2 separate regions of the Nothobranchius furzeri genome follow, and region 1 is linked to region 2. Evidence: chromatin contacts called from public Hi-C data. All regions are on one chromosome and are shown on one strand. The core of a region is the stretch at or near the end of the contact, and the rest is flanking DNA. Distances in the headings are between cores, read along the strand shown.

What was found. A called contact is a pair of places that touch in the nucleus more often than the background predicts.
Region 1: a Hi-C map of skeletal muscle shows a contact between it and region 2, with 7 times the contacts expected there. The contact joins the enhancer-like site here to the promoter of LOC107378415 in region 2. A contact is called at or near these places in 2 of 2 Hi-C or Micro-C datasets (skeletal muscle and tail fin).

Annotation. Positions count from the first base shown.
Region 1 is chr1:28,728,928-28,731,627 of NfurGRZ-RIMD1, forward strand. gabra4 (gamma-aminobutyric acid type A receptor subunit alpha4) reads left to right here. Exons shown (of 9, transcript XM_015948856.3): 9 at 2,607-2,700. Among protein-coding and RNA genes, the nearest start is that of LOC139069756, 32 kb to the right of the region's middle. Within about 2 kb of position 1,329, at least 1 of the 3 cell types and tissues checked has an H3K27ac peak or open chromatin away from gene starts, as enhancers often do. A contact at or near this core is called in tail fin, where this site is marked.
Region 2 is chr1:28,630,286-28,632,985 of NfurGRZ-RIMD1, forward strand. LOC107378415 (cilia- and flagella-associated protein 100) reads right to left here and starts at 1,398. Exons shown (of 13, transcript XM_070553232.1): 1 at 1,390-1,398. The coding sequence starts at 1,398.

The DNA.
Region 1 (2,700 bases), core at 79-2,578, 99 kb after region 2:
CTCAGCCCCGGTACATCTGTATAGATTTCAGTGAGAATCTGGTGGTGGGGTTGGGGGGATTAATGTTCTCCTCTTCAGGAGCTGGTCCTGTTAGCAGAAGGCTTGGCTCCTGATGGTTCTATCTCCTCATGATTAAAAAAAAACACCCAGTCCACGCTCTTCCTCCGCTGCTCGTGGGACACATTGGATGCTTTCAGTTTCAGAGTAGGAGGGGGGGCTGGATTATTCCTGCAAATGCCTCAGTGCCGGCATCACACCCGCCTTGACTCTCAAAGGATAAGCCCCTTTGATGCTGCGCTGCATCACCACCCTGGTGCAGCGCTGCTGACTTTCTGCCTTAAGCTGGTGTGAAATGAGAGCAATCCTTGTTAAGTGACATCTGTATTGGACTCACTTCCAGAGGGAGGCCATCTGTGTCAGGAGGGGTGGTGTCAGATCAATGCAACAATCTTCTGACAGATAATTATGAAAAGGAAAATAACAGCAACAACACCGCACTCACAAACCTCTTCAAATGTCTTCACCTTGAAAATGAAATACTACATGTTACTATATAAGACCTGTTATGCCTTTTAGTTAAAAGTCAGTAGTTATTGCATAATCTGATTAAGTTATGAAAGCAAGGTGATAAATAATTTCAAAGTTAAGAAATGTGTGATTCATGCTAAAAAAAACAGTTAAAATGTGTGGGTTTGAAATTTGCTCAGAGTGAGACATCGTTATCACAAGCGATCTTTGTATTGTACGTGCGGAAATGGGAGCGAGTGAGCGCTCTTATCATTCACCTATCTTTGACGTTTTTTCTCCGCGAACGCTGTGAAAAGTGCTTCGGCAGTATTAAAACAGTGAATAAGTTCATGTACACGCTATAAGTGCCCTACACGCTTGTACCTTTAGGAAACGTTCGTCTTTGTAAGTATTAATGTGTTCAGAAATAACCTTTATATGTGTTTACATAGAGAGTGAACTGTGATGCTAATGTAATGTACCTGTTAAGCTAGGCTAATCTTTAAGTTCTTATTAAGATGTGTATTAGCTAGCGATTTATTTTCACTCTGTATGTTTCAGTTACAAATAAGAAATAGCAAGGAGAAGCCTTGAGAGAGATAAGGCTTAAAAGATCTTCAGTAAAATCAAGAAAAGCAAGCCTTGTGTGGAGATCTCGTCTATTTTGTTCGCTGGCTGTCTAGCTTCACATGGTCACGTGTCGTGAGGGCAGCACAAGACCCGTTTTGAGCTTCAAACCAGCGTGCCCAGCCCAGATGGGTGCCCACCCTGAGGGCAGGCCTGAGCTTGGGTTGTGTCTGGTGGCAGACCAGACCGTTGGATGACTGGGCCCAACAGTAGAGAAAGAGTGAAGAGCTTGGACATCTGGGAGAGGTTCAGAGTAGAGCTGCTCTTCCATACTGAGAGGAGCCGGCTGAACTGGTTCAGGCGTTACGTCAGGATGTCCCTTGGACACTTCCCAGGAGAGCGTTTGAATCATGTCCTACCAGCAGGAAGCCTGTGGGTCGACATGGTGAAGGATTACATCCCCACGTTTGCCAGACACCGCCTGGGCACCCTGCGTGTGGAGCAGGTGGAGGCTGCTGGGGAGAGGGCGGTTTGAGCCTCTCTGCTGGGGATGCTACTCCTGTGACCTAGTCTCAGATAAGCGGGTGAAAACATAAGGATGTTACGATGTTTTTCCTCAAAAAATAATGTTAATATTCTAGGTACATCTGAATGTAGAAATCTATAAATAAATGTGTCAGCTCATGGCTAAATATTTAGCTAACAAGCAAATTCAGACCGAAATAAAGGCTAAAAAGTAAACGTGAGGTGGCGACGTCCTCGATCTAACATCTCACATTCGCAGTCAAAGCTCAGTTCACTTTTATTTCAGTACTCTACTACTGATTTGTGACATGATAATAAACCTCATGAGTTGTCCTTAAAAGACTGAAGCTTGGTTTATGCTTGACGCATTCACTTTCCGCGCGGTGATGCGGCTCGCGGCTGGAACGCGCTTCACAACTCGCAGCGTTTATGGTTCGTGCGGCTCGTCTCTGCGGTGAGCCAATATTCTCCCAAACTGTAGGGGGCAGCATGGAGCTCTACAGCATGCATCCAACACTACACCATAGTAGAAGTAGAAATTACTGTTTACAACATGACATTTCAGCATTTTTAACAGCGTTCTCGTCTTTTCCGACAGTGCGAGCTATTTCTCTCCAAGAATTATTAACAACATGTTGATCACGGTGATCTTTGAGAGCTGAATCATACAAATGTCTGTATTTACGAACCTCTGCCGTGCCGGTCCGCCATGTTTTTCCGTGTCCGACCGTCCGCGTGGTTAGAAATTTTCCGAGGTGCGCGTTGCGGAAATCTTGGGCCGTGCGGAGACGCGGTGGAGGGGCGTGGTTGTTAAAATGACGCAAAATGACGCAACTTTTCCACGCGGAGCCGTGCGGACCTCGCGGACGCATCAAGCATAAACCAACCTTTAAGGCTGTGGCCTTCACTTGAATGATTTTCCACATCATCTTGGTCCTCAGTCCAACATGATGCAAGAGTTCTCTAGAACCTCCTTAGCATGTAAACGTTTGTGTCTGTTCTTACAGCAAACCCCTGACACCAACGGCTCTCTGAGAAAGCGACTCAACTACATTTCACACCCGGAGCAGAGCGGTCAGCAGAGAGCCCAGTCCACCACCA
Region 2 (2,700 bases), core at 148-2,647:
TTAGTAAACGCAGCAGCGATCAAACCAACACACGCCCACCTTTTCACTGCTGTTTGACACTTTAAACCTCCTTATTTCTACACGTGAATAAAAAGAAGATTTTAAAAGTTATCTTTCTAGATTTCTGTAGAGTATTTGTGTCTGAAACCATGAAGCTGTCTGAAGAACATGTTTACAAGCATGCAGATTAATCGGATATCAATAAGGGTTGTGGCACGTGTGCTTATGTGAGCGAGAGAAGCTTGACATGACAAAAGCATGCTGACAACATCGCTCTCTGCCTCAGAAGCTCCACCAGCTCAGATCACAGGAGCAGGTGACTGAAACACAACAGTCACTCTACAAGTCCTGATATGTTATAAATCGGTCTGATATTTGGCAACAGATCAAAATGACAACTACAAATGTGATTTAAGAAGGTCCAGTTGTGGAACAAAGAAAACGCAGCTGTTTGCTCAGAATATGACTTAATGAAACAAAATCACAGCGGTCCCAACAAATCCCTTCCTACCAGGACGAACGTGGGTTAAATAAAGCATCACAAAGTCATCATCAATGATCATCTGATGCAAATATTTATTAACAGTATTTATGAAGAAACACAACATCTCTTAAATTCTACCTATAAAACATCTATGACTTCTACATCCACTGCAGCTGACATGCTTGAAGTATATTCAGGAGGACCATAAACAATGCAGCTATAACGACTGAAGTGATGCTGTGGACCACTACCCTGCACGTTTTTGCTGCCTCTCTGCTAATTGTAAATAAAAGTTGGAATCCACACAAGATGTCCTTTAGAAAAAGCTAACTACATATTTATATAATTAACTGTTGATTTGTTGGAGATATAACTTCCTGTATCATATATATTACGCATCAATGCCATTACTAATGTTCAACGCAATATTTCCATATTCATGTTAATTTTATCAAACATTCCTCTAAATAATTATTTTCCATAAATTTTCTCAGATGAACTTTGACGATCTGACGGATGCTCTCGTGATGCATTCTGGGCAGCGCATGACGTCAGCTTATTTATTTATTTATTTATTTATTTATTTATTACTTTTATTCCTCTTAGCTCACATCAAAATGTCAGATGTACGCGTAACGTCGAAACTGTTTACTAATTTAGGCAAAAATGACATTAATATTATTTTAAATGAAACTGTACAAACAGCTAAACGAGCTAAAGCACTAGCTAAACATTAGTGCACCTTACGGTTTAATTGAGAGATAAATGAGCAGGATATAATAAAACAGACAGTATGAAACATGGCTGTGGTATTATGAAGCGAACCCTGCTGCATTATTGCCATTCACAGACTCAAACGGAGCAACTTACCAGCTCTAGAAGTTAGCTAGGTGTGCCGTGTGTACCGTTGTCATGGTAACTGCTTCCTTCAACGTCTCCTCGGATTTTTTCCACTTATCCCCATTGTTCATTCAGTTCGAACTATAACGCGCGCGCACGCACACACACGCACGCGCGCGCGCACACACACACACCAAAGTAAAACTGGCTTTTCTGATAACAACAAAAAGACTGAGTCATCAGAAAAAGACAGCAGCACTTCTGCCTCCTCTATCGGTAGTGGTGCTTATTCACCACTAGATGGCAGAGACAGATCATTTCACCCAGACAAACTCAAATTCATTTCTTCAGTTTTTTGCCAAGAAATTTCGAGATTAATCGGGATGTCATCAAAGTAGCCGTTTAAGTGAAATCCGTGTCACTTATCTTTTTGTCCCTGAGAGACGCTGATCACCAGCTCTTCTTTTAGTCCACCGCGTGCATAAGTGAGTATACTTAGAACCTGATACTGTACATCGCATCCCACGCATCCACACATGACCCCACACATCTCAGCTCAGCAAAGCAGCCCACACACTACACACGCTTGTAGGAAATCCCACTGTCAGATTGTCAGGTTAAAGTTACACACACACACACACACACACACACACACACACACACACACACACACACACACACACACACACACATACACACACACACACGCACACACACACACATGGGATGGATGCGTTGGCAACAGAAAAGGCCACGTTGTGTAAGAAAAGAGAAAGGGTGTTTTATTTACTCTTGAGGAGCATTATCATAAGAAGGCAGAAACATGAAGCCTAAAGCAAACAAGTGCATTGATTTTCTTGCATCTTCATCCTCCCTTCACAGGTTTACTGGTCTACCTGTATTCTGGAAGACTGTATTTCTTTCTAGATGTTCAGTGACTTATTTACAATGCGATAACACTGCTTCACAACACAGATGACTAAAATAAGACAAATATAATGTATCTGGTTATTTATAGCAACGCATCAGGTGTTTGAGCATTACAGATCGCTGTCACCCCTTCATGCCACCTAAAGATGGAGTTACATAAGACAACCACCATCTATTTATGATCAGCTTTTCTCTAAAGATAAGTGCTTGACTTATAAACAAAAATAAAGGAGAATGAAGACACCGCCAACAACAATAAAAAAAAAACCATTAATTCACTAATTAAAGGACTCAAATAATGCTGTTTTGCTACATTTCCCTCTTATTGTGAACTGGAGAACAGAAAACTTGACTTCCTCTCATGGCAGGAACAGGAGAGCAGAGATGAAGCTGCCATGCTGTCAGGCAGCTGTGACCCGACGTAGCTCGTTCCGACCTCAGCAGCA